6 separate regions of the Mus musculus genome follow, and regions 1, 2, 3, 4 and 6 are each linked to region 5. Evidence: chromatin contacts called from public HiCAR-type, HiChIP or PLAC-seq and promoter capture Hi-C data. All regions are on one chromosome and are shown on one strand. Each heading gives the region's core, a stretch centred on a gene start, on an enhancer-like site or on the middle of the called end of the contact. The rest is flanking DNA. Distances are from core to core; before and after follow the strand shown.

What was found. Promoter capture Hi-C pulls out the DNA fragments that hold promoters and counts their contacts. HiCAR-type assays count read pairs that join an accessible place to other places. HiChIP or PLAC-seq counts read pairs in DNA pulled down with a chosen protein or histone mark.
Region 1: a promoter capture Hi-C map of liver shows a contact between it and region 5, with 8 times the contacts expected there. The contact joins the enhancer-like site here to the promoter of Plpp3 in region 5. A contact is called at or near these places in 17 of 39 promoter capture datasets (the 3T3-L1 cell line, 3T3-L1-derived adipocytes, the C10 cell line and 11 more), 1 of 15 datasets of contacts at CTCF or cohesin (the NIH/3T3 cell line), 21 of 484 Hi-C or Micro-C datasets (the AML12 cell line, CD8 T cells, the MNK3 cell line and 15 more), 14 of 115 datasets of contacts at active chromatin or transcription factors (the SCID.adh cell line, T-cell acute lymphoblastic leukemia, craniofacial prominence and 9 more) and 3 of 9 other capture datasets (adipose tissue, embryonic stem cells and pancreatic islet).
Region 2: a contact with region 5 is called in an H3K4me3 HiChIP or PLAC-seq map of forebrain, with 10 times the contacts expected there. The contact joins the promoter of Bsnd here to the promoter of Plpp3 in region 5. A contact is called at or near these places in 1 of 39 promoter capture datasets (cranial neural crest), 1 of 115 datasets of contacts at active chromatin or transcription factors (forebrain) and 1 of 9 other capture datasets (adipose tissue).
Region 3: a promoter capture Hi-C map of liver shows a contact between it and region 5, with 7 times the contacts expected there. The contact joins the enhancer-like site here to the promoter of Plpp3 in region 5. A contact is called at or near these places in 3 of 39 promoter capture datasets (the C10 cell line, cranial neural crest and liver), 4 of 115 datasets of contacts at active chromatin or transcription factors (embryonic forebrain, embryonic stem cells and stem cell-derived neural progenitor cells) and 1 of 9 other capture datasets (pancreatic islet).
Region 4: a contact with region 5 is called in a promoter capture Hi-C map of hippocampal neurons, with 14 times the contacts expected there. The contact joins the enhancer-like site here to the promoter of Plpp3 in region 5. A contact is called at or near these places in 12 of 39 promoter capture datasets (the 3T3-L1 cell line, 3T3-L1-derived adipocytes, the C10 cell line and 8 more), 2 of 15 datasets of contacts at CTCF or cohesin (the NIH/3T3 cell line and large pre-B cells), 61 of 484 Hi-C or Micro-C datasets (3T3-L1-derived adipocytes, the AML12 cell line, B cells and 38 more), 12 of 115 datasets of contacts at active chromatin or transcription factors (the NIH/3T3 cell line, astrocytes, craniofacial prominence and 8 more) and 2 of 9 other capture datasets (adipose tissue and pancreatic islet).
Region 6: a HiCAR-type map of astrocytes shows a contact between it and region 5, with 12 times the contacts expected there. The contact joins the promoter of Usp24 here to the promoter of Plpp3 in region 5. A contact is called at or near these places in 14 of 39 promoter capture datasets (the 3T3-L1 cell line, 3T3-L1-derived adipocytes, the C10 cell line and 9 more), 11 of 484 Hi-C or Micro-C datasets (the MNK3 cell line, cardiomyocytes, cerebral cortex and 8 more), 22 of 115 datasets of contacts at active chromatin or transcription factors (T-cell acute lymphoblastic leukemia, astrocytes, bone marrow-derived macrophages and 15 more) and 3 of 9 other capture datasets (adipose tissue, embryonic stem cells and liver).

The regions. Positions count from the first base shown.
Region 1 is chr4:106,198,592-106,202,625 of GRCm38.p6, reverse strand. No RefSeq gene overlaps it. Among named protein-coding and RNA genes, the nearest start is that of Gm12724, 37 kb to the left of the region's middle. Within about 2 kb of position 2,640, at least 64 of the 459 cell types and tissues checked have an H3K27ac peak or open chromatin away from gene starts, as enhancers often do. A contact at or near this core is called in adipose tissue, fibro-adipogenic progenitors, liver and 2 more, where this site is marked.
Region 2 is chr4:106,489,372-106,493,838 of GRCm38.p6, reverse strand. It overlaps Bsnd (barttin CLCNK type accessory beta subunit), which reads left to right and starts at 1,596. Exons shown (of 4, transcript NM_080458.2): 1 at 1,596-1,974. The coding sequence starts at 1,798.
Region 3 is chr4:106,261,657-106,266,076 of GRCm38.p6, reverse strand. Gm12724 (predicted gene 12724) reads right to left here. Exons shown (of 5, transcript NR_151521.1): 3 at 2,252-2,337. All of the region lies in intron 2 of Gm52671 (a long non-coding RNA gene), which reads left to right. Among named protein-coding and RNA genes, the nearest start is that of Gm12724, 27 kb to the right of the region's middle. Within about 2 kb of position 3,141, at least 33 of the 459 cell types and tissues checked have an H3K27ac peak or open chromatin away from gene starts, as enhancers often do. A contact at or near this core is called in liver, where this site is marked.
Region 4 is chr4:106,387,407-106,391,365 of GRCm38.p6, reverse strand. Usp24 (ubiquitin specific peptidase 24) reads right to left here. Exons shown (of 68, transcript NM_183225.2): 33 at 3,792-3,887; 34 at 3,448-3,676; 35 at 2,706-2,865; 36 at 1,018-1,173. Among named protein-coding and RNA genes, the nearest start is that of Gm40218, 65 kb to the right of the region's middle. Within about 2 kb of position 1,270, at least 21 of the 459 cell types and tissues checked have an H3K27ac peak or open chromatin away from gene starts, as enhancers often do. A contact at or near this core is called in brain, cerebral cortex, cortical neurons and 2 more, where this site is marked.
Region 5 is chr4:105,154,871-105,158,812 of GRCm38.p6, reverse strand. Plpp3 (phospholipid phosphatase 3) reads right to left here and starts at 1,466. Exons shown (of 6, transcript NM_080555.2): 1 at 850-1,466. The coding sequence starts at 988. Gm29838 (a long non-coding RNA gene) reads left to right here and starts at 2,142. Exons shown (of 2, transcript XR_376486.3): 1 at 2,142-3,942.
Region 6 is chr4:106,313,493-106,317,596 of GRCm38.p6, reverse strand. Usp24 (ubiquitin specific peptidase 24) reads right to left here and starts at 1,384. Exons shown (of 68, transcript NM_183225.2): 1 at 811-1,384. The coding sequence starts at 1,125.

The DNA.
Region 1 (4,034 bases), core at 1,391-3,890, 1.0 Mb before region 5:
GACAGGCCCAGTTGGGTTAACTCTTAAGGGAGGAGACAATTGTTGTAGTGTTTAATCTTTAGAGCAGATCAGAATGTCAAGTTTTCACCCAGGGCCATTCTTTTGACCACGAGGAAATAGCTTTGATTTAATAGGCTTCAACAAAGCCTTAATCTCTTTATAGTTTTACCTGGTATTTCAAAGCCCAAGGTGTGGGGAAACTGATTTTTACCTTTTTAGTGTTGCCAGGGAAATGGGAAGTGGGTCCCAAGCATAGTCTGAGGTAGGGCTCCATCATTAATGGCCTCCTAGACCACTATAACATTCCTTCCCTCAAGAGCTGAGCTTCTAAAATCCTAGGGGAGTCTGCTTGGAATTGGGAAATAGATAAAGTTCATCTCCACCACGAAAACCCAGAGATCCACTCGAAAGCTGCTCAGAAAGAGGAATGAGTGCCTGGACTGCAGTGCCAGTTACATCTCGGGCACAGTTGCTGGGCATGGTGCTCACTGAGGACCAGAGATGGCAAGAAACAAAGAGCTCTTTTCTGACATGCCAAGCCTGGCAAGAACCAGAAACAGGCCGGACTTCTGAACAAGGGCAAGAGTTAGACCTGCTCACTGTCAGGGTCCCTGCCCCTAACCAGGGTCCCTGCCCCAGACCACACCTGCTCACTGTCAGGGTCCCTGCCCCTAACCAGGGTCCCTGCCCCAGACCACACCTGCTCACTGTCAGGGTCCCTGCCCCAGACCACACCTGCTCACTGTCAGGGTCCCTGCCCCAGATCCACACCTGCTCACTGTCAGGGTCCCTGCCCCAAGTCTACCTATTAGTTTCTATGTATCTCCTGTTCTCATTGCTCTGCCATCCATATGTGTGTTGGAGCATGTGTGCCCCAGGCAGTAAAGTGTAATAAGAACGTTTAAAATGCATAAAGGCCCAGATCCCGTGAGGGCTGTTCACCATGCCTGTCACACATAGGACAGTTCTTATGTAATAGTATTAGCTTCAAAGCAATGCAGGAATTTATATAATAACACCCAGCTATGTAAAAAATAAACATGCCACACACATGAACACAGGGACACACCCATACTATACACACATTCACACCACACATTCATAATATGCACATATACATACACACACACCACACAGACAACACACACACACACACACACATATGCACCCCACATACACTGCTCATATACATACACATACCACAGACACAACATACACCCATACTACCACACACACATACTGCACACACATACATACCCACGCACCACACAGAAGGTGGAGGTGATAGTAAGAGAGGAGGTTATAATAGGAAGCATGAGACTGTTCAGAGTGTTATCTGTTCCCAGAAAGCCTGCAGGCCACTTCATCTTCTGACCCCCAGCTATATTTACTATTCTTTCCTCCTGGTGGCCTCTTCGCAGCACCTAGGCAGGTTGGGAAGAGCACTGTGTGTGTCTGTGAATAGGGACAGAGGGGCTAATGCCATTAGGAGGGGCTAATGCCTTTATTTATCGTTCTTTCCCCAGGCCCCAGAGCAGCACAGAGCCTGGAGTGCAGTGCAGTGCAGGGTGAAAAGCCTGGGTGCAGGAAGGGGCAGGGTGTGCTTTAAGGAAAGCAGAGGCTGGGGCCAAATACCCTGCTCAAGTCTCCCCTCCTCTGTGCTCTCTCACATCGAATCCCTGAGTTTTTAGTTGTTTGCCTTTCTAAGATGCCCCAGCCCTCCATTAGTTAACAGATGTATACGTATATGTATATGTATATGTATATGTATATGTATATGTATATGTATATGTATATGTAATGTGTGTGTATATGTATGTATGTATATCTATGCATATACACATAAATATATAATATAGGTATACACACATAAAGATATACATATATTTGTATATATACATATACAAATCATACACACACACACACACACACATATATATATATGATTTGAGGGCTCCAGATAATGGGATAACAGCTAATAACTGCTGTTCATTGGGCACTTCCCACAGGCTGGGCAGGTGCCAGAGCAGGTTGTGTACCCTTTATGAACTCTCTGGTCTGTTACCAGGCAGATTTCGGGTAGGCCTGGCAGAGGGGCGGAGGGGGCGTTGCACAAGGAGGAGGATGAGTTGCTGCATTTTTCAAAGGTCGTACCTAGGCTGCTGGTCCCAGGTCAGTCTTGGAACAGCAGAGCGTATAGGATTGCAGCTGTTTATTCTGGAGCTGTGCCAAGCAAGCAGGCCACATCTGTGATAAGAAAACAGGCTCACTGCAGGTGGGTGGGACTCACAGCTAATGGCTTTGTATTTGGACTTGATGTGCCTAATTTCAAAGCTCAGGACTTTCTCAAAGTGCCACAACTTGCCAGCGGGGCTCTTTGGGGGGGGGTGTTGGGGTTGGGGGGGGGCTTCTTCACCTCCGGACCCTGGAAAGCAAAGGAAGAGAAAATGATCTCTGTTTCTAAAAGCAAGCCTCGGGCGGGCGGGCTGTGTGCTGGCTCTGTGGAAAGGGTTGTGAGGGATGACTGTCCACTGGAGAGTTTGTCCTTTTCCGGAACGGAACGTGCTGTGCTGGCTTGCTCCCTTCCAGGCCCCAGCCCTGCAGCAAAGGGCTCTCAGTTCCAGCTGCGGGGAGGACCTGGCAGGTCCCACTGTGCTCAGTGGGACATCAGCGGAATAGAAACATTAGCCTTAATGGGAAAGGCCTGTGTGCGGAGGAAAGCAAAGACAATAGCTCCCAACTCAAGCGCTTACAGGCCATCAGCTCCTTTGACCCCTTCCTGGGAGGTAGGAGGAGCTTGCTCTAGACAGTTGGGAGCCAGAGGGCAGGCCTGGCTTGCAAATCTCTTCTTTTGGATCTTCTGGAGCCCGTGCAATACAGCACCGGAGATTTTTGGGGTCTGTAAAGGAGGATGTGGGGGAGATCCAAGCATGTTTTTGATGGAGGGAAATCTGGGAGAGTATCCCTTGGGTTCACATCCAACCACTTAAGAGCTGTTTAGTTATGAGCAGACCACTGGACTCCAGGCAGCATCTAGGCAACAGGTGCGGTAGTGTGTGTTTGTGTACAGATTTATATCAACAGTGGATTTATAGATTCCCTGTTGGTGAATTTGCTTGCTGTTCTAATTTGCTTTCTATTGCTATGGTAAAGACCACGATCTAAAACCCCTTTGGGCAGGAAAGGGTTTATTTGGTTCACAGGTCTCCATCACAGTCCATCACTGAGGGAAGTCAGGGTAGGAACTCAAGGCAGGAGTATGGAGGCAAGAACTGAAGTGGAGGGAGGTCCTGTGTGGAAGGGCACTGCTTCCTGGCTTGGTCTTTCTCATTTGCTCAGCTTGCTGTCCTGTACAACCAGACCATCTGCCCTGGGGTGGCTGGCATTGCTCACCGTGGGTTGGACCCTCCCACAGTAATCATCATTCAGGAGAATGCCACGCAGACTTCTTCACAGATGAATCCGAGGGAGGCATTTTTTTCAGCTGAAAGCATCCTTAGTCACTCTTCTATCGATTCCTTGAGGTAGAGTCTCTCAGTCAAACCCGTAGCTTGCTAATATAGCTAGTCTCTCCAAGCAGCTGGCTCCGGGATCCTCGTCTCTGCTTTCTGAGACTGGAATTACAGCTGGGCTGTCATGTTTACCTGGCATTTACATGGGTCCTGAAGATCCAAACACTGGTCCTCTTGCTTGTGTGACAAGCACTTTAACCACTGAGCCATCTCCCTAGACCTAGCTCCTGCACAGTTAAAGGGACGTTCCCTTTTCTGTCTAGGAAATTCTTCTTCACAGAGAAGATCATTGGACCACTGTTGACTGGCCTGGGTGTCTCGGAGCCCTAGCCTTGTAAGTGGACCTACCATGCTCTCTTTCTGGGTTCTTGTTCTTTCCTTTGTCAAATGGAGATGACCTCATCCTGACATCCTTGACCAAACAAGAGGACCATGGGCATGCTTTGAAAACTGTAAAGTACATGGCATGTGAGAGGTGGTGGTACTATTGCTCAGTGATGGGCCCCAGTCCTGTCATCCAAA
Region 2 (4,467 bases), core at 347-2,846, 1.3 Mb before region 5:
ACAAGAAGCTTCTGTGAATGTGGCAGAGGTCCATCCCCTCTGTATGTTCAGCACTGACTCTCCGGAGCATGTCTAGGTGGCTCTGGGACTCCTTGGTTTAGGATGGGACTCTCCTAGATTACTCTGTTCCCATGGCATCCTCTGGTCTCCAAGCCTCTTTAAGAAGATCGTAATGGCTCCCTTAGAGGTTCCTTGCCAGTCACAACTTCAAATGACTTTTCCTCCATTATGTCACTGTACCAAAAGGGGAGGTGGCCTAAGGTCCACTTCACAATCCACAGGCGACAAAGTTTAAGTCCATAACCTAACTTCATCCCAGGGGTGAGGCTGGAGGTGACCAGAGACATGGCATCTGGGCAGTTTTCTCAGAGTGGCTGTTCCCAGTTCCTGAGGCACTCTACAAACTGAAGTGGAGGGGACAGAGGTGGGAGACAGTGATGGGAAGGGACCCCAGTGAGCAGGCATGCTGGCAGAGGTACATGAGTGGCAGATGGGGCAGGGAGGAACATGTAGGGCCCATTCAGAAAAGCTTTGAATGCAGGGACTCAGGGAGCTCACTGACGGCCGTGCCATTCACCTGTGAGCTCTCCCACTGCCTTGCTCTGGGTACCTGTGGTGATTCAGGATCTCTGCAGTGTTAGCTATGGAAGCCAATCTGACTTTCCCCATCAGCCACCTCAGAACTAGAAACCCTTCTCTAGACAGTCATTCTTATGATAAAGATGGCTTTCCAGGTTGGGGACCAGGGACAAGTGAAGTAGATGTCTGTCAGTCAGTCAGCCAGTTGGTCAGTTAATCTGCAGGGGCACCAGTTCACTTCAGCCCCTGTGACACACGCACGCACGCACGCACGCACGCACGCACGCACGCACGCACGCACTGCTGGGCTGTGTGTGAAATACAAAGGTGATAGGGGAGAGAGAGCCTAGAGTGAGCTCTGGTTCTGGCTACTGTCCCCCCCTCCTCACTCCCTTATAGAGGAGCACAGTAAGCCAGCTGCTGAGCCTGCACTACACAGCCGCAGACACAGATCCAAGACCATCCTGGGCTTGGCTGCTCGAGCCTGGCCCTGTGTTCACCTATGTTGTGGTTGACTAGGGTCACGCTAGTGAGACACACAGCCTCTCGGCTCTGGTCCCAGTTGCTCTGTGACTTTGGGCAGGCTACCTGTCTATGCCTGCGTCCTCATTTGTGAAACGGGAATGTGGCACCTGTCTCCTTAGTTGAACAGAATGGAGACATATCTAGGATGGTGACCATTTAGTAGGTACGGATATTTCTGTTGAGCCTAGATGATCAGGTGTCCTTGAGAAGGTGTCTTTAGGTGTCTATGCTGTCAGGCTGTGGCTTCTGAAAGCCACCGTGGCCCCACCCATGCCTCCCAGAGATGGGAGGTGCAAAGCCTGTCTGGCCTCCCTCTCCACAGTAAGCAAATGAGGTGATGTCAAAGCCATGACTGGCCCAGCCCCTGTGACTTCCCCCGCCTCCCTCCCCACCTCTGTCCCATGTTCAGAGCTACAATCACCAAACAGCTGGGCCCACAGGGGAGGAGAGTGGCAGGAAGAAAGTTAGATGGCTGGGACCTTGGGCCCACTGAAGCGTGTCACCTGCCCTGCTGGGCTCAGGGCTGAGAGCTGGGCCTGTGGAGTTTGCTCCTTGCTCTGTGCATCATCACCTTGGTTCTCAGCCATCTCCTGGAGCATCCTTCCTTGAGAGCCTGCTCAGCGTTTGAGGAGGATTGCGGGCAGTCCCCTGCTGGTGTGCTGATCAGCTAGCTACCAGGGCTGGTTAGCCACCATGGCTGATGAGAAGACCTTCCGAATCGGCTTCATCGTGCTGGGCCTCTTCCTGCTATCCCTGGGTACATTCCTTATGAGCCACGATCGACCCCAGGTCTACGGCACCTTCTATGCCATGGGCAGCGTCATGGTGATCGGGGGTGTCATCTGGAGCATGTGCCAATGCTATCCTAAGGTAGGGGGGCTGGGAAGGGGGCAGAAGGACAGGTGGCTCTCATGGTCCCCGGCATCAACCCCTGGCCTCCAGCTGCTGTGTTCTTTCCATTTGGACTCCCTATATTCTCTCTGCTCTGGGGAACATCCTTTTGCTTATCCATTCATCTCTCATTGTGGCTGATAAGAAGCCGTATGTCTGGACCTGGAGCCACCACAGGGACACAATGGGATCTATGCACTGGCCCTGTTTGATCAGAGCCAGAATCCACAGCTCACCCCAACCACGTCCCAAGCGCTCTGTGTTTCCTGGAGTCCCCTTCTCTCCTACAGACCCTATGCTACAGGGTTGGAGCTTGCTTTAAAATGCAGTGGTGAGCCCTGGGTTCTCTGTTTCATGTCTCCAGCTGCTGAGAGCTCTGCTGTGCTGGATCTTCCTGAGACTCAGTACTTTCATCTGTAAAACGCCACACACACACACACACACACACACACACACACACACACACACACACTACCCGTCTCAGCTCCGAATAGCCCTGTGGTAACCCAGGTATGATGTGTGGAGGACGGGGAAGGGCATATTTGCAACTGTAGTGTTGTGTTTAGTTAAACAACGTCTGCTGCTGTGATTATTCTTGATCTTTACACAGCCCTGAGGAGTGAACATTTCAGGTGCTGTAGAACTTTAATGCTCAGAGAGGTGGAGTGAACATCACAATGTCACACAGCTAGTTAGAGACACTCAGGGATATAGGGAGAGCAACAGGGGTCTAACTTGTGGTCTGCCTCTGAGAGCCTGGGAGACTGAGCCACTTTTTTTCTGAACCTCAGCTTCCTCAGCTGCACAATGTGGGTCGGGAGGATGGTGTGGGAAAGGGGGACGGACATTCAAAGTCCCAGTGAACCTTGATATTAACAGCCCTGTCCTTTCAGCCTCCTCCACCCCTCCCTACTTGGGAGGTGTGAGTACCCAGAAGGAGTTCTAAGAATTGGGGCCAGGTCCTAGCCTCTCCCAGTCCTGCCGCCTCTGTAGCCAGCCCTGGGCTGTCATGTCACTTATATCTGGAGCTTAGGCAGTCAGAACTGGTTTGGAGCCATTTATAAAGCAGTTTACAGTCAACTCTCCTCTGTGCGCTCAATGTCCTGAGCAGAGGTCACTGAGAGAAGAGGGCCGTGAGGCCAGAGCCACTATATCCCCACCCAGGGAGGGGGTGTTTGTTGAAAAGACAGCATCCTTCCTAAGGAGGGGATTGGGTAACAGCAGGGTGGCTGGTAGGGGGTAGGGCTGGTTATTAATGAGCAGCTGTTGAAGGCTCCTGTGCTGTGTGGGGAGATGGTATGGTGGTGGAAACCACACCTCCTAGTGTCCCTCAGACCCCAATTCAAGTCCCTGTGCCCTGTGCCAAGTCTGTGACCTTGGCCGAGTGGGCCCCCATGTGGGGCATGGCCAAGTGGAAGGAAGCAAAGGGTGCTGTGGGGGTGGGAGGGGTGCTGGTCCCGTGCCCGTGTGAAGCAGGCACAGAGGCCTCGTTCCTCAGATGATGTGGCTGGCCCTGGGAGGTCTTGGTAATGGTGGGACTCAGACCACTAGAGCCATCAACGTGGAGCAGGAGGAAGAAAGGGCCCCCACTCCTCACCACAGCTGCTCCATTAGGGGTTGAATACAAACCTGGTTAGATCGGGTCCTCATCTGGGCCTCAGGCATGGGTCAAGAGGGAGCATTGAGCCAGGATAAATCTAGTGTGGGGAGTTGTTAAAGATGCTGAGCCTGAAGGTTGAGCTGGGAACAGGAGCTGAAGAAAAAGGAGTGGAGTGGCAGGGAGAGGAGAGCCTTGGCCCCTCATCCTTTGGTCCTTACTTTGTCTGCTCTGCTGGGGCTCAAAACCAGGACCTGGTAGTTGGAGCCCCTGCCTTCTTTGTGGGCTTCCCTCTCTACGCTTCCTGACTCTTGGGACTGGTCAGTGTCCAGCCTGAATTCAGATCCCATGCGTATTCTCTGTGGAAAACTCCTCAGGAATGCCCATGGCTGTGAATAAAGGTTGAAATCTTTAGCCTGACCTTCTGAGGGGTTTCAGGTCCGATTCCTCCCTCTGATCATCAATTCTGTGAGTCCTTCCTCTTTCTATAGAATGCTGCTTCCTCTCTCTCTCCTCCATGCTTCTCGTGCCCATGATGTGATCATGAATGTGGCGGCAATAATGATAATGGGGATGAAAATGGTGGTGGTGCTGATGATAAATGTGGTGATAGCGATTATGGTGCTGGTGGTGGTGGTGATGATGGTGATGATGGTGATGATGGTGATGATAGTGGTGGTGGTGATGATGTTAACGGTTGTGATAGTATGGATGGTGGTGGTGGTGATGATGGTAGTGATGATGATGATGATGATATCTGGGCCATGAGCCAGCTGGCCACAGAGCATCCTTAACACAGATGTAAGATGCTTAGACTGCTGCCAGGGAGTGAGTGGTGTCTCTAAAGGAACGTAAAAACTCCTCTACCCATCACT
Region 3 (4,420 bases), core at 1,892-4,391, 1.1 Mb before region 5:
ATGGATCTTACAGACCCTCCAAACAATGCAGGTTATTGCCATTGCTTCTGGCTATCCTCCAGAACTTGATGCTGAAATCATACTGCCAGTGACACTGTATACTTCCTTGAGTCACAGAACACGGAGAAGTCAGGCTAGTACCACGCAAGAAGACTTATCCCCACTGGCTAACTTTGATAGTGCTGTAAGGTGCCATGCATGCTACTGAGGAGAAAAGAAATCATCGTCTTACCCACCTGTGAACCCTAAAAGCTACAATAATGACCTGTTTGACAAGATATGCCTACTGGATACAAGAGTGACAGAAATGTTACGAATGTAAACCAGTCATTTTTTGATCAGCTGTAAGTCTAGTTTTATAAATAGAACTTATGACTGGCAGTCCAATAATCTGTGGCTAGTTACATCACAGGCCCCATAGGAGAACCTACTAATTGTATTCTGCTAAAGAGCTTAGCATTTAAATCAACTTCTAATGACTTATTTGGTTGTTATTATATGGTTACTAGCATAACGATAGCTCAGTGCATCTCTTTCGCATTCCTTCCTTCCAGTGCTCAGAGATCTCCGTGGAAAGATTGTAGATGATTATAGTGAAACATTGTTCTCTGGACCCAACGGGGCATCAGCTCATAGCAACTTACAGCAGCAATGACAACATGCACGAGATCTCTGTAAACTCAAGCCAGACAAAACCCCAGCATGGAGGCGGGAGGTGATCATGAAAGCTCACCCCTAGCTCAGGAGCTGTTAGCAAATAATAGTTGTTGCAAAAGGGAGAGTCAGTTTTCTTCAAGGATGTGGCTCCTGAGAGGTTTCTTATAATCAAGTATATGATTCTACACCAAGTGTACACTGGCAACTGTAAGTGGACTCGGGTGGGGGGTGGGGTTTAAACTAATAAAAAAAACACACACGGAGGAATTGGAAGACAACAGTGGTGAGGGTGACCCAGGAGGATTGGAAAGGATGGAATTGAGTGGATTTCAAGAAAATATGCTTGCATGAAATTCTCAAGCAAGGAAAAATAAAAATAAGTAAATTAAAAAAAAGAATACCATGAAACCATATTATCCCTTTATTCAGGAGTCTTTGGTGACTTCCTGCTTCCCTGAGGGTCAAGGCAAAATCTTTCTCAAGCCCAGAGTGCTTTGTCCCCCAATCTCCGTCCTTCCCACCCCTTGCTGTCTTGCTGTCTGCACTGGCTTTCAGCTGCTTGAGCTTTGTGTATTTTCTGCTCAGGATCTGCACACTTAGTCCTTCTCTCTGGAAATCCTCTTTCCTTCTGTTCGCCCAGTCAGCCCACTTTTGGATCCGAGCTAAGCCTATGCATCTTTAAGGGTCCTTTTTTGAATTTGGGCTAAATAAGACCCCTGGTGCTGACATAATAATAGCAATTACTCTCTCCTTCCTAATTTTCAGTTTTCAATTATTTGTGTAATTATTTGATTAATGCTTTTCTTTAACATGAATGTTGTTGATATTTGGGTTGGTTTGTATTTCCCTCATTATAGGTGACATAGCTGGTGCTAGGTATGCGGTAAGACTTTTTTTCCCTCTTTTTTTGGAAGAAAAGAAGAAAGAAGGGAATGAAAGAAGGAACATTAGAGATTACTTGTGAGCTGGAGGTCTAAAGAGAAAGTGACTGAAGGGAAGTAGCTTTAGTTGAAGAATGGTCAGGAAGGCATGGTGACCTGTGGACCTGTGGAACAGGAACGCATTGTTAGGGGCAGAGTGCATAGGCACTTTCTCTCCCTTGTAAGGCTGGGCCACACAGAGGTTAAGCACACTGTCTTAGTTAGGGTTTTACTATTGTGAACAGACACCATGACCAAGGCAACTCTTATAAGGACATTTGATTGGGGCTGGCTTACAGGTTCAGAGGTTCAGTCCATTATCATCAAGGTGAGAGCATGGTAGCATCCAGTCAGGCATGGCGTAGGAGGAGCTTAGAGTTCTACATCTTCATCTGAAAGCTGCTAGCAGAATACTGGCTTCCAGGCAACTAGGATGAGGGTCTTAAAGCCCACATCCACAGTGACACACATACTCCAACAAGGTCACACCTTCTAATAGTGCCACTCCCTGGGCCAAGCATATACAAACCATCACACACAATGAATGGGAGTCAGGACCTAACTTCTAGGCCTGGTCTGCTTGCAGTTGGCCACAGTTCTTCCCCTCTCACTCTTGATTTCATCTGAAGAGTAACAATGATTGTCTAATTTTTTAAAACCAAACTTGCACCTACCTTTTTGATTTATGATGTATGTCCTAGCATTAATCAGGCATGGCCGGCTTATAGTCATTCAGACTCTTAGTGTAAAGATATTGTCCCTGGGCAAAATGAAGAAAAAAAAATCAGCAGGTTGAAAGGGTATTGGCTAGCTCATTCGATTACCAGGAAGCCTGAAGAACCAGACTCACAGAGAGGGAGGAATAAGGAAGGCAGCACAGGCAGACCAGAGCCAGACTCCACCAAGGTCAGTGTGGGCACTTAGCTGTTGCCGGTGGAGCATCTCAGCTTGCCTGTGCCAGGAGGTGGCATCTGGCACCTCTGTCGGCAACATTGCCCCATTGCCCTCAGGAAGTGGATGCTTCAGGTTTTGCTGCTATACTCAGAAAAAAATTTCACCTGCGTGTACCCCCAGCCCCCGTACCTCCTCTCCTGTGTCACCAACTCTTCATCCCAAAAGCTGAACAGATGCAAATGACTCCCAAAGCCGGGTTATAGAGTTGAGTCCTGGCTGCCAGGAGACTAAGAAAACAGCTTCTGGGGGGAATGAGACAGACTACATTTCTATGGTAGAGAGTTTAGTTTCCCAGAGTGGGGATCAGAGGGCAACCACACTAGACAGCCAACAAACATCACATGTCCCGTAGCAGGTCATCCCTAAGGTCCTCTTGGTGACAACCATTCGTGACTCTACTATCTCAATGAGAAAGGACACAGCTGCCACTCAACCCACTTCCTATTAATCTCAGCTGCCTATAAAAGTTGTAACATAGTGGCTTTGTCACAGAAAAACATGCTCTGTCCTCTAGGTTCTTATTTCTGGGCACTATAGGGATGTATTGTGGAAGCCCTTGTACTCTGTTTAATGAGACGCTGAAGCCAGCTTGTTTTCTTGGCTCCCCAGCCCTAAAAATAGGGCATTATTGAATAGTCCAATAACCTGGGCAGTTTCCCCAGTGCAGCAAGCCTGAATGTGGATTCACATGTTTAATTGGCAGATGCTGTATCTACTGGAGTTTCTATTTTTAAACTTGCTAAATGCCAATTCTCCCTCAAATGTCAATTCTCAAAGCATGTGGATTTGTTTGTTTTCTTGGTAGAAATTACCTTGCAATGTAAAAGACACATTTATCATAAATGGCTTTTGTGGGGGGGGGGCTAGAAATAGCAATTAAAATATTTTTATTTTTACCCTTACTGTCTTCCTTGTAGTTGTCAAAAAGCTAGAGGGATAAAAAAAAAATGGATGAAAGGGGGTTTCTGAAAAAAGAATCCAGCTTGCAGGATCTTATAGTAATGTATGCACCTTCTTTACATGCGGTTTCCATCAGATCTGCTTCCTTTTTTGGCACTTGAAATTATCCAAGCTGCAGAAGCAAAGCAAGCTTTCTAAAATCATTCAGTGCGAAGAGCCAATTCTGGCTTAATTTGTTACTACTCCAAGGTAACTCAGAGGTGTGAATAGAAAGCAGTGTGACTGAAGCCCTACCTCCCCCCACCACACAGCTGACACATTTACATTGAATGCTGAGCTCTAAAAGGCATTGAACTTGGTCTGCCTACAGCAGTTTTGGAGTGAGCTTCCCAGCTGTGGACCTTGGATGCTTGAAATCTTAGCAAAGCCTCTGTAATTTGGGAACCATGGACATTAGCTGAGAAGGTACATGCTTTAGTTTCCCTTTTGTTGCTATGGCAAAACTCCAACAAAGCAGTTAAAAGGAAACCGGGTTTGTTCTAGTTCAGGGACCAGGGCTATGGTCTATCATGGCAGGGAGGTAGGGGCAGCAGGAGCTGGGAGCCACTGGCCACATTGCAGGGAGAGTTAAGAAGCAGAAAGCTGTGCTTGAGAGATGGCTCAGTGGCTAAGAGCACTGATTGCTCTTCTGAAGGTCCTGAGTTCACATCCCAGCAACCACATGGTAGCTCACAACCATCCATAATGAGATCTAATGCCCTCTTCTGGGGTGTCTGAAGACAGCTACAGTGTACTTACATATAATAAATAAATAAATCTTAAAGAAGAAGAAGAAGGAGGAGGAGGAGGAGGAGGAGGAAGAAAGAAGGAAGAAAGAAGAATGTTGCTTCTCAGTTGCCTTTCTCCACTCATAGTCAGAGATCCCAGCCAGGGAATGGTGACGCCCACAGTGGGAGGGTCTTTCCATCTCAATTTAAAAAAAAATCAAG
Region 4 (3,959 bases), core at 21-2,520, 1.2 Mb before region 5:
GGGACAGCCAGTGTAAAGGACCTGGGGCAGTAATCTATCTATGTACTGAGGAAATAGCAAAGAGGCCAGGAAGGAGGGAGAAACAGAATCACTGCTCTATTGCATTGTGTTGGGTTTGGGGACTTAGTAAAGAGTTGGGTTTTACTGTGGATAAGCAGAGAAGCCTGGGAGTTCTGAAGAAGGAGCATGCCTGAGGAATAAACTGGAAGCACAGGAGAAGGGAGAGAAATTAGGTCAGCAGTGATTGGTTCAATCCAATTAAGAGGTGGAGGCAGTGTGCACGCATGAAAGGGGTACAAACAGGTGGAGTCTAGACTCTGAAGGAGGCCACGCTCACATAACAGAAGCAGAGACAGTAAAACGTCATAGTTACTCAAGGTTCTTAGGCAGAGCATGCAGGAAGCTGGAACTGCTCTGCTCAGAAATTGGTAGAACTTCTGAGTGTTATGGGCAAGATCACGTTAGGTTTGAGATAGCTCAAGTAGGGTGATGAGGAGGGTGTCCAGACTGAAGACTCACACTAACATGGAGGGTAACAGTGTCACGTGGATTTAAGGCTGTGAAAATGGATGGAATCACCAAGAACAAGAGAAGACAGAGCAAAGATATTGAGGAACTAAGGCCCAGCATCTCCACCCACTAGAAGTCATTAGCAAAGATTACAGAGCCAGACCTAGCAATATATAACTCTGGCAGGATTTACTTACTATAAACTAGTAACCAGGGCGATTCAATTCCTTAGTTACAATTATCTCCAATAGAGCAGACATGGCACCCTGTAACACCTGATGTAGAATTGTATGTGTGGACATGGATGTGTATGTACACAAAAGGCTCAGCAAACACTCAAACATTCCTTCAGAATTAAGCACTCTAGCACTGTTTTCTCCTGTTCTCCATCCTCACTCTCTCTATCCCTTCTCTCATCAAAAGGAGCTTTTTATAAAGCAATGCCAGCTCTTAACTGAAACCTGGCTTTCTCTGAAAGAAATGAATTACTAATAAGCCGCCTCCTACCCAGTTGCTGACTCCGAAGCTGCAGGCACGTAACAAGAAGAGACAAAGCCTCTCCAGCAATCAGGGCATCTTTGGTGGACACAGACTGCTGCCGGACGCAGATCCCAGCATGCAGGGCTGCTGGCTCTCCTTCACTGCTAGAGCTGCAATTGCTTCCTGAAAGCAGGGAACACAGTTTACTATGGCTCCTAGGAGCATGCAGTATTGTAATGTAAGACCCACAGTCCTTGTGCAACAGTAAATACTGCAACAAAGCGTTGCCAGGGAACAGGAGATGTCATCTCCCTATTTGATACACACCAGCTGCTTTGTCTTAAACACATTTGCAGGGACTCAAAATGTTTTCACATGACAAAGCTCCTTTCAGGTGGGAGAATGCCTTGTGTCTTATAAGATGATCTCAACAGACTACATGGACACAAGAATACTAAAATATAACTTACTTAATATTTCTGTATATTCTGTCATAATTAAAAAATATTATTACACTGGGTGTAGTGGCACACACCTTCAATCCCAGCACTGGGGAAGCAGGGTAGACAGTTTGAGGTCACCCTAGTCTATAGAGCAAGCACCTGGACAGCCAAGGCGATAGCGAGACCCTATCCCAAAAAACCCAAACCAAGCTAAACTTGAAAAACCTTTTACTATCGATGTATTTATAAACATATAGAGCAGGAAGAACTAATAAAGCCAAGTAATAAAGCTACATGAAAAGGCCCAACAGAAAATAAGTTAACAGGGCTAGAGGTGGAGACAGGCACATTCCTAGGGCTTGCTCAGTCAGCCCAGCCTGATGGGTGATTTCTATGTCCTCGAGAGACCCTATCTCAAAACAGCTGCTCTCACCCCAAACCAGAGAGAGAACAAAAATATCTGAAGAACACTAATCTTATATTGGTCTTTAGCTCACACATATGCTATGCATGGCGCCCCCCCCCCCCAAGCAACTCTCTGTAGTTGGGGCATGGAGCTGTGCCAAACCAAGAAGAGCTGTTTACCCTGCTAGACTTCTGGGAAATTCATGTTTCAGCCAGAAATTATAGTTGTAACACCTTTACACTCAGCAAAGCTAAGATGGCAGGACTTGACATCTGCACTTATTCCATGTGCTAATAAATGCCCTTTTTCTTAAGTAAGGTGCCAAGACTCATGCATTTTTTAATCATGTTCAAAAACAAGAGGAAATGGGTGTGGTGGCGCACGCCTTTAATCCCAGCACTCGGGAGGCAGAGGCAGGCAGATTTCTGAGTTTGAGACCAGCCTGGTCTACAGAGTGTTCCAGGACAGCCAGGGCTACACAGAGAAACCCTGTCTCTCAAAAAAAAACAAAAAAAACAAACAAACAAACAAACAAAAAAAACCCAAGAGGAAAAGTTTCTTTTTATAATCTGACAAATCTGCACATGGATTATTCTTACAGCTAATTCTTGCCCAATGTTCTATTATTGTCCTTTTTGCTATGGAGATTTTTCTACATGGACATTGTATTTATGTCACTTCTACCTCCCATAAACCCTCCCCCCTCAAATTTATGGCCTCGTCCTCTTTAATTATTATTGTTATAAATACACACACACATGTATGCATATGTATACAGGCACACACACACATACACACACACACACTAAAGGGGAACATACTGCTCTGCGTTTACTTAAAAGCACAGTCCCACTTTAAATCAGTACCTGAGCTGCTGAGTCTACTTCTGATCCCAGCAGGAAACAGAGAATTGCTTTCTTTAATTGGCTGGCTACTTCCGACAAGGTCAAGCCGTCCTGCAGCTGCAGCCCATGACAGTCTCATGAAACAAGCTACGGTGGCAGTGAAATCACTTGCTTCCATAGTCTAAGGAGGCATGGAAAGGGTATTGTGAGAAAGACATGCTGGCTTCTCTGACGGGGGCCTCGGGGTACAACCCTCCCCTCCTAGATCTCAAAGGACTGCCCTTCTCACATCAGCCTCACATACATACGCTCCTTAGGACCTGTGGTCCCTAGTCCCATGCTTTGGTTTTACCCAATCATTGTTTTCTTGCCACATACCCCTCTACACAGTACACTTCAGCTCCCATGAACGTCCTGTCACTCAGCATGTGAGCTCCGGTTTTGTTCTTTTTACTTGAACAAATCTCTCCAGCTCCCTCATTCTGTTTACCATCTAATCTTTAGGACCTCGTGGCTTAACCACACACAGCAGCACAGGTGACTGACTTTATCCCTTACTGCTGAGACCACGGAAGGCGGTGTTTCTGGAGTTTTACACTTGCTACTTTCACCCTGATCACATGGTTTCTGAACTTACAGTCAGTCTCCTTCCTACTCATGCTGCACTGCTTGAAAGCAGTGTCACACTGGGGCTGTTCTAGATTCCCAGCTCCCTTTCCAAGCAGGGGGTACTTGGTACTTGCTGAGTTCACCAACTACTTACTTGTATTGCAACTCGAGCAGCGGGAATGATTTCCTCAACCCTAATGGAAGACCTGTCTGACACTGACAGCTGTCTGTAGGACGACTTCTCTGGGGTCCCACATAGGGACATCTGTCTGCTCGTCTGCCGGCTGACATTTCGGAATGGACGGGAAGAAAGTGCTTCTATGCCATCTTTGGTGAGGTCTTCATCTAATGATGTTGGCATTGTCTGTCCAACAAGTAAAAACCTTAAACAGAGAAGGCAATGCGCATTCAAAGTTATTTCATACTCTTTTAAAATGATAAAAATTGAGAAGAAAAGTAAAATATTGCCTTGAGAGAATAATCAATACATCTTCATACCTTGCAAGTTGTAGACAGATAGAATAAACACCCTGCCTTGTCTCATAGTCCACCTCTGATGGGATGGAATCTCTCTGCATGACATTTACAACCAAACTGCAAAGAAAGAATAAAGATAGAATATTAAAGACTTGAATTTCTTTAAAATAGAAAACTAAATGCAATATT
Region 5 (3,942 bases), core at 217-2,716:
AAAGTCCTATTTTTTTACTTCAACCCTGGATGTATGTCAATTGCTCCCCCCCCCCCCCCGTTTAATAAATCCTTTTTCTCCCACTTCAATTCCTGAGCCTCCCACCGCTCTTTCAGCTGAAACTTGCATCTGTTCTAATAGTTGAGCTAGCGCCTCAACTTTGAGGGAGTGTAGCTCCACTGTGGCCCCCAAGCAAGACTGTGGCAGGCAGCCTTTCTTTCAGTGGCCTCCCGGCACAAGTCAGGGAGTGAGCTAGTTTAAAGCTGATGCCCGGGAAGCGGCCTATCAACTGGCACACAGTAGGCGCTCAACAAGTGATGTGCTCCTCGCTGCCCAGCACCTGGCCCGGTAGAGCCGCGTTCCACCCTCTGGGGCTTTCAGCCAAGCGAGTAGCGAGTGACAAGGCCGGCTAGCGCGACTGGCCCTGCAAGGCAGCGCGACGGAAGGGGTGGATGTTTACATGCAGCCGGGACGAGCAGCGCCACTCCGGCAGGAGCCTGCCTTGCTCGGAGACCGAGATGGGTCTCACTCGCATCTGACTCGGATACAGAGCAGAGAGCCACAGGTTTCCTCCATATCTTGGAGCTCGAGCTCACACCTTCCGAGGTGCTGGGCCGGACTCCCAGCTGGAGATCACCCCTAAGGAGGTGGTTCCAGCTGCCGCGAAAGCACAAGCACGCCCCAACTTGAATTCGCAGGCCGGGGATTGGGGGTCCGGGAGGGCGGGGAGCTCGCGGCCAGCACGGCGCCCGGGGGTGGGGGAGATGGCTGCGGGACCCTGGGGGCTGACAGCGCAGCGGGGCCCGGGGCCCGGAAGGGGTTGGGTGGGACCCGTGGGACTGCGCTCACCCATGAAGAGGCAGAAGAGGTCCAGGCAGATGAGCAGCACCCGCTTGCTGCCGCCCTTCCTCGGGTTGTTGTTGAGCGCCGGGCTGCCGCCGTTCTTACTCTCAGGGACGATCGCCTTGTCGTACTTGTAGCTTTGCATGGCGCTGGCTGCGGGGAGCCTCCCGGGGCGATGCGGGCCGCCGCTGCTCAGGAGCGGGTATGCGGGCTCGGGACGCGGCGGCGAGAGTGCAGCCCGGCGGAGTAGTTCCAACTGCAGACGCGGGTAGGTTTCCCCTCTGGGCGCCTCTGCTTTCCTCTCAACCCCAAACTGTTCGCTAGTCCAAGGGGAAGAGAGCCAAATCCCGAGCAGGAACTTTTGCAGAACTGTGCTGCCCCGGACGCGTCCGGCTGGCGTGCGTCTGCGTGCTGGAGTTTGCGAGTGGGCAGCGTCGGCGTCCCGCCACGATCCTCCGCAGCTACTTAATGAATGGAGCAGCGCGGAGCCCTGCAACTCCGCAGCGTCCTGCAGCTAGCTCTCCTCAGCGTCTGCCCAACTCCAACTCTGCCTCCTCCTCCTGCTCCTCCTCCTCCTGCTGCTGCCGCCCGGGCTGCCGCTGTGATCGCTCGGTTTGTTTTCTGAGCTTATATTTCACGAGCGCCTTTAAAAAGCGAGGGGGGAGGAGAAGGACCTCCTTACTTGGCTCCAACAAGATTCAGAAAGCACAGCCCCTTCCTTAAGCTGCCTAAAACGTAGGATAATTAAGGCCACATTTCCCCCACCCCTTTTCCAAAAAAAAAAAAAAAAAAAAAATCGTAAAAGAAAAAGTTGTTCTCAAACCAGAGAATCAGGGAGCCCCTAGCGTTCAGAAACTCCAAAGCATCACAAAAGGGGAGGAAAAAAAACATATAAATAAAATTTTTTTTTCTTGCTGGCCTTTGATTAGAGGTGGGGAGAGGATCGGTGGGAGGTCTATAATACTAAAATGCTTTCTTTATTTACTTGTTTATTTATTTACAAATTTCAGCCTTGAATTGGATTATCCTAAAAATTCAATTTTCAAGGAAAGCTAGGTTGGTTGTTGTTTTGCTTTTAACGCTCAGCACCGGATAATTGTGCTAGATTCCGAAGATCCTACGGTGTAAAAGACTCCGGGCTGGGCGGTGGTGGCGCACTCCTTTAATCCCAGCACTTGAGAGGCAGAGGCAGGCGGATTTCTGAGTTCAAGGTCAACCTAGTCTACCGAGTGAGTTCCAGGACAGCCAGGACTACACAGAAAAACCCTGTCTCGAACCTCCCCTCCACCCCCCCCCCCCCCGAAAAAAAAAGAGACTCCAGAGCCAGACCCCCTGTTCTAGAATCCTATGTCTCTGTGCCTTAATTTCCCCGCGAGTAAACTACAGACACCAAAATATTTCTCCCCAGGCAGTCATGGTGGAGATATAATTGATTCTTTCTCATGTGCTTCTGCAGCAAAGCTTGCACAACAGAGGAGCTCGGTGAGTTGAGCCAATACTACTAGTTCTGAACGTGGGTAACCAAAGCCAAGCCTGCCCGCCTCTTTCCTAGTCCAGCTGGCCTCCGGCATACCTGAGCATTATTGGCCTTGACTTTCAAGGAATCTGATGTTTCCCTTTGAATACTTTTTATATGGTTTTATATGATTTTTAAAGTTGATTACTTTTTTATGAGCTGGTTTTTTGTTTTTTGTTTTTTTTTCCTTCAAGAGAATCAACACTTGAAGGGTCAGGACCCTCCCTTACATTTTCCTTAGTATCAAGCTTGGAGCACAGTACATAGCATACAAATGCACATTTCTTCCAAGGGTCTTTATAATACAGAGGTGGAAATGGCTCAATGGTTCTAGCATTGTTGTTTGTTTGTTTGTTTGAGACAGGGTCTCTCTCTCTCTCTCTAGCCCTAATATGTCTTAGAACTCACTATGTAGACCAGGCTGGCCTCAGACTCACAGAGATAGATCTGCCTGCCTCTGCCTCTCGAGAGCTGGAATTAGATGCAGCTGGTTCTAGTTTTTATAAAAAGATTATTCTATCTAGTATTCTATATCAGTCTATACAGACTAGTGTTTTGCCTGCATGTATGTCTGTGTGCCATATGCTCGAAGCACTCACAAAGGCCAAGGAGGGCTGTTAGATCCCTACAACTGGAGTTACAGATGACTGGGAGCCACTGTGTGGGTGCTGGGAACCCAATCTGGGTCCTCTGCAAGAACACTAGTTGCTCTTAATCACGGAGCCATCTCCCCAGCTCCAAGTCCTAGCTTTTGGATGGATAGTACAAATGATATCCGACTGCCCTAGTGGGCCACTCCATAACTCTGTATCCCACCGCCAGCCCTCTTGAGTATCCCTTTTATTGCCTACCGCTTCGGTCCCACCCCTCTACCTACATCATAAACCTTCCTCCCCTCAACTAGCACACTGTTTCTCCTCCGGTGCACCCTGATCTTTCACCCCCTCTCCTTGTCCTGCTTGGTTCCAGCACAGGATTAATTTTACCTTCAATATTTCGCCTAGGCCACTCGTGCAACACTCAGTCTAACTTGGTGTCAGTTAACAAAAACTAGTCATTTGTGTAAATGGCCTTTGACGTGGGACCGTTGATTATCCTCAGTGAGCCTCTGTAGTGCTCAGGGTTTGAGGTATGCTGAATTAAGCCCACATTGGACCTAATTAACGATGAGACTGGCAAGGAAAGGCAAAGTCCTGTCTTCTGAAAGCAAGATGCACCAAGAAAGTGCTGGAGCGGACGTGTCAGCTGCCAATCAGAGGCATCCCGCCCATCAAAGGAGAGCAGGTGAGGCCCCTTGGCATCTAAGAGAAGTTCCTTGAAACCCCCTTCAGGAGAAGCAGCACAGCCTCACCTGGGAAAACAGCAGCAACAATGCGAAGCTAATGTTATAATTAACAGCACTCTAAAAGGAATTCTGGGTACCCGAGGTTCTTCCATGCTCACAATCCTCTTCTTCACGTGCAGAAACCTCCTTGAAATTCAATGTGCCAAATCTTCAGAATTCCAATCAGCACAGAAAGGCAGCTTCTGCCGCCTGCTCTAACCTGCCGCCCACCTTGGGTCCTCCAGCATCTGCGCTCCCA
Region 6 (4,104 bases), core at 135-2,634, 1.2 Mb before region 5:
CAGCTTCGACCTCCCATTCCTGATCTCATCGCCGTCTGGCCCTTCCTTTGCTCCTACTCCTTGCCCAGGCTTCTCACTCATTCCTTATCTCAGTCCCATTCCACTACTTGTCCTAATACCTGACCTTAGTCAAGCCCATCCTTACAACCCAGACATTAAAACAGCCAAACCTGCTCCTCTGCCTTATACTCATTCCTATCATTCCTGGTCCTGTCTAGGCCCTTCCTCATTTTAGACCCTGTCCTCTTCCAACGGTTGGCTTAAAAACCTAAACCCTTCTTCTAACCCCACTGGTCCTCCTGTCTGACCCGGCAAAGGCCTTCACTCTGGCAGGCCTATAGCGAGCACTATTTCTGACTCTGAACTGGTACTTATCCCAATCCTTCACTGAAATCTAGTGTCACAAATACTCTGGTCCACTGGGACCTCAGTTTTGACACCTGATATTCATGTCCTTCCCATTTCCCAAGCCACGCGGATTTGGAAATGTGGGCCCTCCTCCCCATCCCTCCCGGGATTCCTGCCCACCGCATAGACTCAGCAGGTAGCCTATGGAGACCCCGCCACGGCCCAGAACTGTATACCTAACTCCACGCGGGAATATTCCTCCCCCAAGGCCCTTCTCTCCATAGGACCCCAGTCTAGTGACCCCGATCTCGGACCAGAACTGGTGTTCTATTATCTCGGTGCCCCGAGTTTCATTACAGCCCCCGCCCAAAAGTCCCGCTGCGAGCCGGGCTGGCAACGCTCCCTGTCCTCGGGACTCCAGCGCGGCGGCCTCTCCCGTGAGGTCAGGGCAACCCCACTCACCTCCGCGTCCACCACCTCGTGGTAGGCGGGCGGGGGATCGAAGCCGCCACCACCTCCGGTGCTCCCGCCGCGGGAAGGCCCGCTGCCGTCGCTGCCGCTGTCGCCCCGTGGGCCGCCGCCCGGCCCCGGACTGGGGCCGCCGCTATCCATGGGCTCGTAGCCACCGTAGTCGAGGCCGGGCCGCTCGTTGGTGAGCAGCGCCACGGCCTCGTTGATGTCGTTCTTGGCCAGGCGCAGGGCCTTGCGGATGGTGGCCGGGTCCGAGAAGCCCATGCACAGCAGCGTGGTCATGTGCTGCTCCTCCTCCGATTCCATGGCTCCGGCCTCGGAGTCGCGCCGGCCGGCGTGCGGCGAAGCTGCGGCTCCCGGGCCTGGCGGGCCGTGCCGCGCTGCCTCGGCCCCGGCTCCGTCCCCGGCAGGGCCCCTGAGCTCCCGCCCCGCGCGTTCCGAGGCCGCCGGGCCAGGGTTAGGTGCGCGCGTGGGCGCAGCGAGCCGAGCTGGGGTGGTGGGGCGCTCAGGCGCGGCCGGCCGGCCCAGCCCTGCGCGCCGCCATGTTGGCCTGCTCCTCCTCTTCGCGGGGCCGCGCCTCCGCTCCCGGAAGCAGCCCCGGCGGCGCTCGGGCCGCCGTCCCCGGGCTCGGGCGGCGCGGAGCTGTGGGTGTGCGGACGCGTGTGTGTTTCTCCCAGGCCGGGGCCAGGGAGGGGCGTGCGCCGAACGTGTCTGAGGTGAGAGGCCGCGGAGCGCAGAGAGAGCACGAGAGTCCTCCGCCTGCGCCTCCCGCCCACCCCTTCCCCCGGCAACAGGTTCCCTCTGGGACGGGAGGGGCAGGCGCCGAGCGGCTCGCTGCCGGTGTCGCTGAGGTCCCCGGGCGCCCGGGCCTCGGTGCCCTGACGACACTCGTGTCCCATCGCAGGTGACTCTTCCCGCCGCCCCCGGAACCCTGCTTGGTTCTCCTGAAGTGTCCTGCGGTCCGAGGAAAGTGACCCTACGCGCCGCTGAAGCCCTCCTCGCCGCCCACAGACGGGTGCCCAGATCCGCAGGACGAGCATCCCCGCACACCCTCGCCCTCGACCCTCCAGCCTTCTCTAGAGACCCCTAGACCTTGAACTCCCACTCCCAACAACACTGACCACCTGTCCCACCAGGCCTGATAAACTTTACCATACTTTTCAGCCAGAACTGTATGACCGTCCTTCAGACACAGACACATGGAAATATTCTGGGTGTCTACTTCTATCCTGATTCTGACCACCAACCCATTTCTACTGAAGTCTTTGGCTCAGGGGTGAAGACTTTCCCCTCTGTTTCTGTCTTCCAGCGTTTGTTTAGCTTTTTGCCTTCTGTTCCCACCTCATTGGCGTTACCATGGCCAGTCCCCTTTGCCCCTTTTCCCGTTTCAGTGTCCTGATCTAGGTTTCTTCTCGGTTCTCTTCCCAAGATGCTGGTTCCTCTTCCTTCTCACATACTTGCTTATTAGTTCATCTGCTTTGGTCTTAATCCTGCTTTATTCTTGAACCCCCTCCCCACCCCCCAATCCACTAACCTTTCTTTTTCACACTGTTAAAACATTTCTGATGGCTTAACAATTGGACCTTCACATAGCCCAAATCTGAAATTACTGACAGCACTCAGAACTTTTCTCTGCATTCTCTGCCAGCATTTTTCCCCCTCAGATCCTGGTGGCTTCTTGCCTAATAATTTGATAGTTTGTAAACACCAGCTATTTGATTATTTACGGGGTGAATTTATCATTATATAGATATAGTTTCTATTATTCTTACTAAAGGCTAGTAATGGGTTTGATCACAAAGTAGACACCTGAATAAGAGGTAAGTTCTGGGGTGTCAATGAAATTTTAAGTACATATAATAGATAAAGACCAAAGTAGTCTAAGTTGAAAGCATCCTGTCACAGAATATACACCAACACAATAGGTCAGGGCACCTGTAATCCCAGCCCTCCAGAAGCTGAGCCTGGGAGATCTCCAGTTCAAGAATAGCCTGAATTACGTATACATAGCAAGACCTTGCCACAGAACGACCAACTGTACCATTTACCAAGTCAGATACCGTTGATGCTGGCAATGCCATGGAGAACAAAAGGACCATTTAATGATGGAAAGCAAAATAAAAACATTCCATTTCTACCTTGGGTTTGCAGAGTTAAGCCAACAGCTAAACTACTAAATGAGTTAGCAACAACAAAAAATTGCTTGCTACTAAGATTGGATAGAACTGAAGAGGTAATGAGAGGAGAGCCAGCCCACTCAGATGGCACAAAAAAGGCTCATCAGCAGTGGCAGGTCTGCAGACCATGACAGAGGAAGCTGTGCTTAGCTGAGAGGAGGAAGCAGAGAAGGAAGCAGAGAAAAACAAGTCTGTGATGAGAACTGGAAAGGAGCCACAAAAAGCCTGCCCCCCAAAACTTGCCCTCCCCCACAAAAGCCTAACCCCAAAACCTACTCTCTCCCCACAAAAGCCTACCCCAAACCTACCCTCCCCCAACAAAAGCCTGTCCCCAACAATAGCCTCCCCCCAACAAAAGCCTACCCCCTTTCTCCTCCCCCCCCCACAAAAGCCTACTCCCCCGCCCCCCAAAAGGCCACTTTTGAATCAAATCCTGGAGCTACCAAAAAGTCATTTGAGTGTCATTTGAGGATGCAACAGCAATGCCAGGATTTTTTGCATTCCTTTTTAAAAGCAAACCTCGTTGAGTAAGCCGGGTGTGGTAGCTCATGCCTGTCCCTCCCAGCCCTTAGGCTGCGATAGGAGATTAAGAAGAGTTGTCAAGGTCATCTTCAGCTATGTAGTAAGTTTGAAAGCCATTCTGAGCTACAGGAGACCTAGTCCCAAAGAAAAATCTTGTTAAATTGGGGAAGTATAGATGTCTGTCTTATTCATGTTTTCATTTACATTTTTAATTTAATTGCAGGAAATCCAGAAATGTTAAAAAATAAAAAACACTTTAAAGAAATTTAATTGCAGCCAGGCATGGTACAAGTCTTTAAGCCCAGCACTTGGGAGGCAGAGGCAGGTAGATCTCTGTGAGGCCAGCCTGGTCTACAAATAGAGTTCCAGGACTATCAGGACTATTACACACACACACACAAAACCCTGTCTCATAAAACAAAACAACAACAAAATTACACCTTTTTTACACATATCTTCTTTAGAAACGTAGAGAAAAAGAAAAGGTACATAGGACTTTAGAAATAAGGTATGGTGGAGTATCTTAAAGACATGAAGGACTCTACCTACCATTAGTCATTTTTACTCGGTCTACTCTGAACTCACT